Regions from separate parts of the Hordeum vulgare genome. Here region 1 is linked to region 2. The links are chromatin contacts, called in public Hi-C maps. All regions are on one chromosome and are shown on one strand. Each heading gives the region's core, a stretch centred on a gene start, on an enhancer-like site or on the middle of the called end of the contact. The rest is flanking DNA. Distances are from core to core; before and after follow the strand shown.

Region 1 (7,037 bases), core at 2,066-4,565, 140 kb after region 2:
ACCTTGTCTGCATGTTCATAGGTTCGATTCGGCATTTTAGAGGCAGGTGCTTACGGTGTCGCACAGTCCAGGAAAAGGGCGTTCATCTGGGCCGCCGCGCCTGGGGAGACTCTTCCTGACTGGCCTGATCCGATGCACTTCTTCGCGAGCCCTGAGCTGAAGATCAATCTTCCACGAGGCAAATATTATGCCACTGCTAGGAGTACCGCTGGAGGGGCTCCTTTCCGCCCTATGACAGTCAGGGATACAATCGGCGATCTACCACCAGTGGAGAATGGCACCAGCAAACCAACAATGCAGGTACTGTATCACAGAATCCCTACTCCACTCAAGTTTCTTGTGTCAGTATCAGTCAATGTTCTTGATCTGTAGAAGCTGAATTTTCTTTCTCCTTGTGTGCTGCAGTATGGAAACGAGCCCATCTCCTGGTTCCAGAAGAAGATTCGAGGCGATGTGCTTTCTCTGAGTGACCACAAATCCAAAGAGATGAACCAGCTGAATCTCATAAGGTGCAAGCACATCCCCAAGCGCCCTGGCTGTGACTGGCATGACCTGCCAGATGAGAAGGTAGCATTCAGTTTCATCATATTATTCACTTTTTATGCTGCTCTCTACATTCTTGGTAACCAACCATGTGATGTACTAGCAGCTAATTTTCATCATGTGAATGCCATAGGTGAAGCTATCGACGGGGCAAACGTTGGAGCTGATCCCCTGGTGCTTGCCCAACACAGCCAAGAGGAACAATCAGTGGAAAGGACTGTATGGGAGGCTGGACTGGGAGGGCAACTTCCCCACATCAGTGACGGATCCCCAGCCGATGTGCAAGGTCGGCATGTGCTTCCACCCTGATCAGGACAGGATCATCACTGTTCGTGAATGTGCGCGATCCCAGGTAACCAAGTACCCCTTGTCAATATCCCCATCTGTGAACATACTACCAAGCATTCTACTGCATAGAGTGGGTAGTACACAGCAATACATCCACTGGTGCTTTGGCAATTACACTTGGCTAAAATGAAGCATAGTTGACAGTAGATTCTGTTCTCATTAATGCTACTAGAGTAGATTGAGCTATTTTATCGGAATCAGCTCATAGTTGTGTGCACGTGCAAGCACAATTGCCTCGTTTGCCGTCTGGCTTAACCTCCAGGGCAGGCACAGGCAGATCATCAGAATCCAATGCACGATGCCATGAATCAGATCTGCTGCTATCTTTCTGAAGATCTATGATCTGATCCCACGACATGACATGAATGCAGGGCCTACTTGATGGCCACCGTTTTGCTGGCAACATCCAGAGCAAGCACAGGCAGATTGGGAATGCCGTGCCACCTCCCCTTGCCTCCGCGCTAGGGAGGAAGCTCAAGCAAGCCATCGATGCCAAGCCTACAGTGGCTTAAGTTAGCTGAAGACATGGTCCAAGTGGGACTTAATTTATCATTGGGCCCTATATATATTCTGGGAACAGTTGACTCTGAAGTTATTACAGGCTGGTCACATTTGTGCATCTGTTGTAAGGAGGATTAAAAACATCAGGATGTTGGTGGAGGGAACATGCTCTTAGCATTGGGGGCATAATCTTTAGTGAACACAGGGAACATACTCTTGGAATTGGGGGCATAATCTTTTAGTAAACAGCAACCGTAATGCAATGCCAAGAGGGTTATATGATTACATAGATGAATGCAGTTTTCTGTTCTTTACAAGTGAGAATTATACCACCATCAAGATCAATTGTCATTTTCCAAAGTTGCGAAGAAAAAATAAAGCAACAATCTACCTTTTGTACTGGTCACATGAAACCAACTCTTGGGCTCACTCTGTCACTTGATCTCTTTCATGTGTCAGATTTCCTAAGAATCTCCTGTGCTGACCTGTTACTCTGTTAGTATATTCATACATTGGAGTTTAAAGTGAGGATTACCATCATCGAAAACAATTGTTGTTCTCCAAAGTTGTGAGGAAAAGAAAACAGAGAAGCATGTATCAGCTCTGGAGCTCACCTATCAGTTGATATGAACCCAACTCTGGAGCTCAGCTATCAGTTGATATCTTTCATGTATCAGCTTTTCCAAGAAACAAATCTTCTGTGTTGGCCCTGTCACTCTGTTAATTGACTCAACGATATGTGCATAAGAACATAGTAAGATACACTGAATTTCACAATCTTTAGTACCACAACAACTAGTCAGTAGGAGGGATGATTTACACCTTGGAGCAACATCTTACAAAAAAATCCCCTTTGAAAACAGCTTCAGATCATCACAATCGGCTTAAGAATTTCACCTGAACACCAAGCGGACTACAAAGAAACCAAAACTCCCCACAAAAGGGAAAGCAAACAAGATCCTATACACCGCATACAGACTACAAAAGACTGAATTTCCGTAGCATTACATCCTGGAAGAAGAGAGGATGAGAAGAAACGCCCTTTGACCGAATGGCTCACTCATCTCGGGAGCGTGCTGTAGCCGTAGGTGCTCCCCGTGAAGGACGAGACGGCGGCGTCGGCGTCGAAGGCGTCCCTCTCGTCGAGGTAGACGTTCATGCGGAACGCGGCGTGCACGCCGATGAGGGCGGAGGCGATGACGAGGGAGACGAGCAGGTTGAGGCCCGCGCGGGTGAGCGCGACGGCGAGCACGGTGGCGGCGGAGAGGGCGGCCAGCACGACGCGGTCGTCGACGTCGCGGCCGAGGCAGGCGAGCGGGCCCGCGTCCCCGCCGCGGCCGAAGTAGAACGCGAGCCAGGCGACGAAGAGGCCGAGGAAGGCGAGCATGGAGCGCGGGCGGTAGACGAGGCCGAGGAAGACGAGCAGGAGCGCCGCGAGCGCGTAGTTGGCGCGGAAGTATGCGAGGTTGCGGCGCGCCCGGGCGCGCGCCTCGCCGCAGGTCTCCGGGCGGGAGAAGGCCGTGTGGTCCAGCACCTCCCTCCACGCCCGCGGCCGGCCCACGGCCGCGGCCGCCGCGGCGCTCGCCCCCGCGCGCGAGAAGAAGGCCACCCCCGCCTCCGCCGCCGTCGCTGCCGGCGGGGAGGATGCGGACGAGGAGGAGGGCGCCTCGCCGTCGCCGTTCGCGTCGGGCCGCGGCGGCGGCGGGGGCGGGGCCGGGGCCGGGACGGCGCCGTAGCGCGACCAGGAGGCCGTTGAGGAGGACATGGCGGGGGGGAGCGAGGGACGAACCCTAGGTGGTGGAGGGGAGGGGGAGGGGGAGGGGGGCTGGATCGGGGGATCGTGCCGTGATTGATTGAACTGCTTCGGTCGAGCGATCGATCGGGTTTTGTCGAGTGGATCTCGCTGGCTGGATGGATGGATGGGGGGAGGACCGGAGGAGGAAGGGGGGGGGGGGGGGGGGGGGAAGAGAAAAGGTTTGCTTTCGGGGATTTTTATGAGCCCAATTGGCCAATTCGCGGGCTAATTTAATGGTGGTATTGAAGCGACTAGGAGTAGTTGGGACGTCGGCAGATCCGATCGAGCGGCTCAGAATGGCTCCTCTTCGGACACACACGCACGCACACAAACGCGCGTCCATGTCACGGTTCATATGCAACAAACCAGAGTGTCCAAATCGCACTTAAGCGGGCGTTAGTTTGCGGCGTGTCAACGTGGAACGTGTACAGTGTGCTCACAACCTTCTTTTTCTTTGTGTGTGTGCGGGGTAAAGTGAGATTTATACTTCCTCCGTCTCAAAATAAGTGACTTAAAAGTGACTCAACTTTGCACTAACTTTAGTGCAAAGTTGAGTCACTTTTAAGTCACTTATTTTGGAAGTAAGGGAGTATTACTCAAAGAGGCAAATCAGTGAGAACCAAGTTTACAATGTCATTTTTAAGAGCCGCTCGCCCTTGTCGACAAATGAGTCGTCTCGCTAGCACACCAGCTTACATGAATGAATGAAAACGAAGAGTTGATACCAGTAACAACAAGACTTGTGAAAAGAGTGATCTCGAGCATCCACCTTATTAATCAACAAGAGATAATCAAACTGAAGGGTGGCATTGTGAAAATCTCCATAATAAATAGGCAGTGGTTCTATAAATTCAGGTGTAATGTTGCCATAAAAGCATTAGCGGCAACCTACATGACATCTGCAAATATGGTCATGCACCACCGAGTGGCGGAGGCAGCAATAATTTTTAGGTGTGGTGAATTTTTTGAAGAACAAAACGACGTATACTATAATGATGCAAGAGCTATATTACTTCATATTCATTAAATACAATCAAAATCCATAAGTAAGTACTGGCAACGAAATATCCCACTATACGTCATCCTTGATCTGCTCATACCCCCGCGTTTGCCGAGTCGTCATCGCTGGTAGCCGCCTTCGACTCGGCTAGTCGAAGGCCGCCGCTGCTGGGTGCTACCACCCTGTCGTTCCTTACTGCCTTTCGCTGCCGTCACCACTATGTACGATCAAGATCTTACGAACAGTCGCAAGGTTCGGGTGTACCGCTAATTTTATTGTCATGGACTAGTATCGTACGTGGATTACTAACCACGCCCAATAGCAAACAGCCAATCAGGCCCAACGGGAGGCACAATTCAGCTTCAGACTTAAATTTGCATGTACGTTTGTCTAAAAAAAAGGACACGTACGTATATTTGCAGCGAGCGACAACATTTAGGTATGGCGCCTGCCAAGCCTCGCCATATAGCTCGCTTCGCCACTGGCACCACCACACCCGCTATTGAGCTCCATGAAGATGTGAAGATTTATGCATCCACTTTGAAATGAAACTAAGTAAACAAATTGGTGGTGGAGTCCATTTCTCACATGCCTTGAATTTGCATGTCTTGTTGAATCATTGTTCTTTAAACAATGCAAAACCAAGCAAACGGTCGCAGCAGTTGTGGGCGTCTGTTCCAGCATCGATCTATCTCAGTACCGACATTTTTGCGTCTGTTGGGACAACTGACTGCAATTTCTCAACCCGATCATAGCAGTTGTGGGTGTCGGTTCCAGCATCGGTCTACGTCTCTACCAACATTTTCACGCCCGCGCGCACACTGTGGCCGGTTGTAGCAAAGCCAATCGTCGATCATAGCTATCTATGGTGTTGGTTGCAGCTTACCCATACCATCGTGAGCATCCCGTGGTGCAGGTTGCGGTTCGTCGTCATGCCCATACAAGCATTTGACGATGTCCGATGTAGCTTTTCAACGCACTGGTTGCAGCTCCCCGTCGAGCCATCACAACAACCCGTGATGACAGTTCCAGCTCAGTGTGGCCATCGTTGCATCTCATTGTGGTGACATCACAAACTCGTCACGGGCATGGTTCTAGCGAGCCATGGTCATCGTTGCATCGCGCAACCCTCAATGACCATCGCAATTGGTCGCGGTCTCGGTCATAGCTCGTCGACCTCATGATTCCAACAACCCCATCACCTCGTAGCACCGACAGGGGGTTCCAGCACACAGTTTAGTTGTTGTTTGTCCCAACAACCATGGTTGTCAGTTCCGGCAACCGTGGTCGAAGATCCTAGCATTCGTAGCCGCCGGTCCCAGCAATCACGGCCACACGGCTTGTGCCATCATGTACGCACACCCATAGTAGTTTTTGGCGTCTCCAGTTGAAGCATGAGCATCTGTTGGGCACAATATCGCCCTTCCCCTCTCGATCACCGCCATAGCATGGCCCGCATCACTTGGCCTAGCAGCTCACTGTTGGGGAACGTTGCATGGGAAATAAAAAAATTCTACGCACACGAAGACCTATCATGGTGATGTCCATCTACGAGAGGAGATTTGGATCTACGTATCCTTGTAGATCACACAGCAAGAAGCATTAAGAAACATGGTTGATGTAGTGGAACGTCCTCACGTCCCTCGATCCGCTCCGCGAACCGTCCCACGAACCGTCCCACGATCCGTTCCGATCTAGTGCCGAACGGACGGCACCTCCGCGTTCAGCACACGCACAGCTCGACGATGATCTCGGCCTTCTTGATCCAGCAAGCAAGACGGAGAAGTAGATGAGTTTTCCGCCAACGTGACGGCGCTCCGGTGGTGGTGACGATCTACTCCTGCAGGGCTCCGCCCGAACTCCGCAGAAATACGATCTAGAGGAAGAACTATGGTGTCTAGATCTGAGTTGCACGTTGTAAAAGTTGTCTCAAATCAGCCCTAAATCACCACTATATATAGGAGGGAGGTGTGACAGCCCGATGCCGACGTTCTAGAAGCTTCCCCTTTTCTTTCCGTTTTCGTCGTGTGGGTATTTTCAGTCGTCGCATCATCATCGCATCATGCGCATCATCTGCATTGCATCGGCGTCTCCGTTGCCGCCCATTTTCAAAACTTGCATCCGTTAGTTGTTGCCGGTTCTCGTGGTTGCCCGTTCTGAGTTCGACCGCACACGCACGCGCCCGCGGCACCGTCGAAACCCTGTTTTTAAAGTGCGTTTAAAACTTTCTCTGATCGGGTTGAGATTTGACGTGCGGTCGTGTTTAGTTATAGCGAGGCCGCCTGTCGAATTTCGTCGCGATCGGAGACCGTCTGGTACCCGAACGATCGCCCGTAGCGGCACCGGATTCGGTCAACCGTCGGACGTCTGTCGGTGTTTTAAAATTCGTGCCGCGCCGCCCGTTCTCCCTCTCGTCTCCGGTTATTTCCTCTACACGGCCGCGTACCCTTACCCGCGTTCGGAATCGTCCGAATCCGACCCCGCGGTTGGATCCGGAGCGCGATTCCGGTTAACCGAGCCCCCTTTTTCTCTATAAATACCCCTCCCAAGCCATTATTTAGACAGCCCCCTCTCATCTCTCCTCGGAATCCGCGCCCCACCTAGACCTAACCCTAGCCACGCCGCCCCACTCTCTCTCCTCTGCCAGCGCCGCCGGGCCCGCGAAGCCCATCGCAGGCCCGCCCGAGCCCGAATCGCGCCGCCGCCGTGCAAGCCCAGCGGCACCCCGTCGGCGCCGTGCATCCCCTGGCCGAGGTGCTCCTCCCGAGCCCCGACCCCGCTACCTCCATCGCCGGCACCTTCCCCGCCGGACGCCGGAGCTCCGACCACTGGGTGGACGCCGCTGACTGC
Region 2 (6,251 bases), core at 2,142-4,641:
TTATGGTTCTATCTAGTGGCTGCTTTTGACCAGTAAGAAGCACTAGACTTCTCTTACGACGTTTATTATACTTTTTGAAGGAAACACAGAAATCGTGATTTTGTGTTTTCATTTGTTTCAGGAAGGGACAACCTCCTTTACCACAGCTACCTACAAAATTTTTGAGGATCAAGTGAGTTATCCAGGCTACTGTTTCATGTACAAACACAATATCTTTAAGTTTGCGCTAACTTGCGCCTTTATCACATTGACCTAGGGATGTCGAATTGCCTGCTTCCTTCATACAAAAGTACCTTGTGCAGAAACTCAATCTTTCAAGTGAAGCTGAGGTATGTTTTTCCTTCTCACAGTGTCAGTGATAAGCTAGACCTGAGGGAAAACTCAAATTATTGTTCCGAGCTTGCAGTCCGAATTTGTGTCGGACATCCTTTTGCCGTACTCTTCACGGCGTAATCATTCATATGCAGCAACAGAGTGAATGCCACTGCTTAGCATGTATAGAATGAGAGAAGCATTGTCTCGGTTCATCACAACCTAGCAAGTGATAGCTTTCAACATTTCTCATATGTATCGACCTATGGTGTGCTTGCAGGTGGAGTTGATGTGCGTTGGCAAGAAAGTGGACCCAGCAATCACCCTACATGACATAATGGAATGCTATCTCGACAAAGGACCGAACGGTTGGGTGCGGTCATCCGTGGGCTCCCCTGCCACCGGGTTCATCACGACGGTGTTCTACAGCAGGCCGGAGCTGCCCACACCAACCACCACCACCACCACTACCACCACCACCACCACCTGACTGATCCAGAGCGCCGCCTCATGTCTGAACAAGTCCCGCCTCATTCCAGTCGTCTATTTCAGAGCCCTCTGGTCGGTGCTAGCATTGATGCCAACCTTGCGAGGCTCGGCTCACCTTGCAACATGTAGATAGATGTTCGATTTACTTGTGTTGTTCGTTACCAATTTTTTCTTCACCTGATGGAGTAGTTGTACCTATGCGCTTTGTAATCCTGTGTTGAGTGCTGCTGTAAACAGTACCTGAAGCCTTGAGGGTATATGCCTTTGTAATGTTGTGGTGCTATTTTATTTGTAAGCTATGTCACAAGTTGGCGTTCACAAACAGCTCACCCAACTGGAAATTGGTCATCTGTGGGGTAGTTGATTGATGGATACCATCTTGCAAGTGGTTTCTTTGCCTTTGTAGCTCCAATCGGCCAAATTGGTTGGCTGATCTTTTCTTTAATACACAACCTTGCATTTAACTACTAGAGACATTACATCATGCACAGGGGAAAACTATTATATAAGAAACTGGGCTGGTTCATCCTCTTGCTGCCCATTGCTGTAGGGGATGAGGAGCAGCATTACATGTTCTGGGACAGTACATGAGTTTGAAATTCAGAAAATGAAGTCTAGCAAAAGTCTTCTTGTCGTAAAGAATCACACACTGGGGCAACAAATTAGTGCTTTCAGCTTCCATCCCTTGCTTCAACTCCATTGCATTACTTTCCTGGAGCACCTGTCCTGAATGATCGCGCCCCGACCTGGTTACCGGCATCTGCATAGGAAGCACCATCAACAGTTTCAGGTGCTCCTTCTACTGAATGTTTTGCCCTTCCCCCCATAAGTAATTTGAACTTGAAAAACAGATGCCCAGTCTTCGAAATCCCTGTTGCACAGGAAGCATGCTTGGTTGATATCCATCCCCTTTCGACCGAGGTTGGTCTTACCGGCCAGTGTGTTATGTGCCAACCTCCAAGCAAAGTGCTTCATCTTGCTTGGCACAGTAAACCTCCAGATACATGGCCAAGGCGGAGGCTTTTCAGCAACACTAGAGCTAGAGGAGGGGCACCCAGTATTACCATCAAGATATATATATCAATATAGAGCCTGTAAGCAGATTTCACTGAGAATATATAGCACCTTTCTGTCATAGTGCCACACAAGCGAGTCTGCAAAATTCCCGCTCGAAGGAATTGATTTTATAACTTAGAAACATTTCTTTTACTCAGTAAAGGATACATATTTTCATTTCAGCCCACGACGCATACACAATCAAGATGTCTCTAGTTCAGAATCAGATCACCTGAATGACAGTATATATAACCTTATCACTCTACATACAGTACATGATAAATCCTCCACCCTGGCTTCCGGACTGAATTCCGGAATCAGTTCATCGCAAAGAGAAAAAGGAATCAAATGCCAGGAGAGCAATCATCCTCCTATACCAATCTGTACACCCAACTTCTTCTGTCCAGGCATGCAGCTCCAGGTAGCTAGAGCTTATCGGCGATCCTGCCAAGGGCATCGGCGAGCCTGCCGAGCACCACGGCGAGGCTGTTGGCCTGCTCCCTCCTCTGCTCCCGGTCGCGCTCCGAGTTCACGTTCTGCACCTCCAGCTGCGCCGCTAGGGCCTGGCTGTTCCGCTCCAGGATCTCCAGCAGCTTGTCTGCCATGCCTTCTGCTCTGGGCTCACTGCCGTCGCCGGTTCGCTGTCTCTTCTGCCCGCTCTGCTGCTGCAATGTCGGTGAGCCTGCTGTCTTGTTGCTACCTTGCTGCCCTTTTGGCCTGTCTGTCGTTGTGCCTTGCTGCGCGCTCTGTTGTTGCCTTGATGCTTCCGAATTCTCGGAAATCGGCAAGGCGATGACAGCCGGTGGTGGTGCCGGCGTCGCCTCTGGCGTCTCAGCATCTTCCTCCTCTTCGTCCTCCGAGAAGAGGGCCTCCTCCCCGGCAGGCCGGCCACTGTCAAACACGGTCTCCCGCACTGCCACTGCCACTGCCACTGCCACTGCCACCTCCTTTCCCTTCCCTCTCCCCTCCTCCTCCTCCCCCGTCTCCTCCCCATCATCATCCTCCTCCATGCGCCCAACCCCTACTTCCTCCACAGCGTCACCACCGGAGCTGCCGCCGACAACGACCCCCCGCCCTCGACCTTCGAGTATGCCGTACACCTCGCGGTCGAAGAACCCGGGGAGCCGGCGCTCCCGCCTCGCGTCGTTGCGCATGGCCCAGAACGAGGGCTCCCGCGCGCCTGCTGCCGCCCGCTCCCACTCCTTTATCTTCTTCCAGTCCCCGGCCAGGTTGCTCCACCGCTTCCGGCACTGCACGGCCCCCCTCTCCACGCCATGCCGCCGGCAGTACTCCGCCACCGCGGCCCACTTGGGCTCCAGAGCCGTTGCCGCCGGCTCCCCTGTCGCCCCGGCCGCCGCCGCCGCCGCCAGGCGCCCCCTCCCGCCGCGCACGCCACCGCGGACTTCAACCATGCGCTTGCCCTCGATGAGCACCAGTATCTCCTGCCGCGTCCAACGGGGCAGCCTGGCGGCGCGCACCGACGGGTTGGGCGCCGCCGCGGCCGCCGCGCCGGCGGGGTCGCCGGCGTTGGACATGAGGGGAAGGGGAACGGAGTGGGGAACGCGTGATTTGGTGGGCGGAAGTTTTTTTTAGGGATTGTGGGCGGAAGTCCATGTGACGGCGTGCGAAGCGGGTGGTTTTTTTTTTTTCTTTCAGCGAATAAAGCGGGTGTTTTTTATTTTTTCGAGGCAAATGAACCGGGCGGTATAAGAGCAAACCTGGCCATGTGGGCCGGCCTGGCTGTGAAAGGACTGGAATGGCAGGGCCCGTGTCGTCCCTTTTATAAAAGGCGGACCCGGCATGCCGGCCCAAAGGCCTGGCCACAGGGATCGACCCGGCCCGGCTGCGCGGCCAGCCTTCATATTTTTTTTAGAAAGGTTCAAAAATGCAAAAAATAATAAAAACTACAGGGTGACCTAAAAAATTTAAAAAATATAGAAAAAAGTTTCAAAAGGCTAAGAAATACAAAAAAACATATAGAAAAGAGACTAGTTACAAGCAAGACAAAGCACATGCTCTGTCGGGTCATACTGACCCATAATTAAAAGGGCTATGCTGTGCCGACCTTAAGGCATGGCTTTCAGATCGGCCTTGTTCCATGGCGGGTCGAAGGCCGGCCCGACCCTTTTAATCGCATGTCGGGTCAAGCATGTGATGGGACGAAATTCCGTGCCCACATGCCAACCCATGCAGCACGACCGCATGACTAGGTTTGTGTAAGAGCATCTCCAGTACTCCCTATTCATAGTAGATGATTTGCTAAAGCATATCTAGATCTAAATTAAAAATATCTGTGTCACATTTATCTCTCACGACATGATCAAATTTGCTACAAGATTCGTGCCAACTATCACTAGCCCATGTGCATCTCGCCCGCCTCTATTTAGCGTAATGTGAGCGGGACAACCCATGTATGACTCTTGTGACCCATTTTGCATTGCTTCTAGAAGCTTTCGACCATTTTTTTGATTTTCTTTCTTTCCTGATTTTTTGTCAGCTTTTTCAGATTTCCATTCGTGCTTTTTATTTTATTTTCTACTTATTCATCTTCAATTCATGATTTTTTTATCGATGATAGTTGCATGTCTACCATCAAACATACAGTTACAAGTGTCACCCTTGTTCTGTAACTGCATGCGTTCAACACTAGTGCAACTTGGGGACGGAGGTATATTGCAACTGCATGTATTGAACACCACTAAAACTTTATGATAGGGTGAACAATGTTTTGTCGAGAGGACAGTTGCATGTCTCCTACTAGACATGCAACTGCAAGCGTCACCGATGACTGCAACTACATGTCTTCAACATAATTGCAACACTATCGTAGGGACGAAAGTGTTTGTTGGGTGTCAGTTGCATGCCCACTGCCCAACACTCAAATACAAGTATCACCCTTGCCACATAGTTGTATCTCTCTAATGTGACCACACCTTAGGGTGCATAAGTGTTTAATGAGAGGATAATTGTATGTCTCCTACTAGACACACAACCATAAGGGTCGTCTCCGACTGCAACTACATCAAAACAACCACAAATTTGTGTGGGAGGGACGAAAGTGTTTGTCGGAGGTTAGTTGCATGTCCACTATACATGCCGCTCCCACCCCGCAACTGCATGTCTTCAATGCGACTTCAACTTGGAGGCGGAAGTGTTTGCCGGGAGAGCAGTTGCATGTCTTCGATTAGACATGCAACTATAAATGTTACTTGAAAGCGCATTTGGCACTTCATTGTATTTTGGTGTGATGACAATGTGGTTGGTGAAACTACTATCAATTGGTATGGTTTATCTCAAGAAATTGGTTCCACAAAGGTTATGTTGGAGTTATCTGACCCCCAATTCAAAAAGGTTAAGGCATGCTTTATCAGCGACTCGAACATTTTCATTTTGGTTCGATTTGAGTCATAGAAAAAATCGCATTATCAAGAGGCGTAGTCGTGGATGAGTGTCGTCTGGGACTGCTTCCAAAACATATACACCAACCCTCCTACACCTGCCATTTATATTCTTTGTGTGGCGTGCTTTGCCGATGTGTCCAGTGAGCATGAACAGAAACTCTGTGGACACCCCATGTGCATGGGTGTCTTGGACCCCGTCAAAAAGTTTCCGGACACCTCGTGCGCATGGGATCTTTTGACCCCCATGCGCACGGGGTGCCACAGAACTCTCTGGACACCCTATGCGCATGGGGTCCCGAACCCTTGTGCACAAGGGGTGGTGGTAAAGTCTCTAGACACCCCTTGTGCATGAGGCTGACTTAGCCCATGCGCACGGGGCCCAACGGGTAGAAAACCCCCACCAACCAATAACACTATATATAGCCCCTTCTTCCAACTCTAACCCCTAAGTCTAATGTCTTATTGAGATCCACCATTGCTACACCTCATTTTCCTCAATACTCTCAAACCCTCCACCCGAACTTGTTGAAACTTTGCGGATCCGGAGAGCAAGACCAAATCTACACTTTGACCCAACCAAATTCGTGTTCCCCACAATATTTGTCCACCATTGACTTGTTACTCTTGGAGCTTGGGCTCCTAGGTGATCAGAGGTTCCTATGGAATCTTCCTTGCTTGGTGTGCTCCGGAGACATTTGTAAATGTGTGGTGGTCGCCTTCAAGATCAACCCCCGAGTGGTTCGAGGCTCATCCGTTGGGGGTGACTCGAAGGAGAATACAATGAGCCTCCCGTGCCATCCCACAAGCTTTGGCTCTGGCACTGTTCCAAGGAAGATTAGCTCTTCCCTAATGAATAGTGAACTTCGGGATAAAATATGCGTCCTTGTATCACTTGTGGTTAATCCTTTCCCGCTCTTTGCTTTGCTTTACTTTGTATGCTTGTGGGCTTGCTAAATAGATTGTTGACTAGCATATTTAGCTCTATGTCTATTT

What was found. Hi-C and Micro-C count contacts between places; a contact is called where the count stands out from the background.
Region 1: a contact with region 2 is called in a Hi-C map of leaf, with 6 times the contacts expected there. The contact joins the promoter of LOC123452739 here to the promoter of LOC123452738 in region 2. A contact is called at or near these places in 2 of 6 Hi-C or Micro-C datasets (leaf and seedling).

What each region holds. Positions count from the first base shown.
Region 1 is chr5H:548,999,811-549,006,847 of MorexV3_pseudomolecules_assembly, forward strand. LOC123452739 (PRA1 family protein E-like) reads right to left here and starts at 3,316. Exons shown (of 1, transcript XM_045129450.1): 1 at 2,153-3,316. The coding sequence starts at 3,157. The coding sequence ends at 2,453. It also overlaps the pseudogene LOC123397242.
Region 2 is chr5H:548,861,782-548,868,032 of MorexV3_pseudomolecules_assembly, forward strand. It overlaps LOC123452738 (trihelix transcription factor ASR3-like), which reads right to left and starts at 3,392. Exons shown (of 1, transcript XM_045129449.1): 1 at 1,955-3,392. The coding sequence starts at 3,392. The coding sequence ends at 2,283. LOC123452737 (E3 ubiquitin protein ligase DRIP2-like) reads left to right here. Exons shown (of 7, transcript XM_045129446.1): 4 at 1-32; 5 at 122-172; 6 at 257-329; 7 at 593-1,206. The coding sequence ends at 802.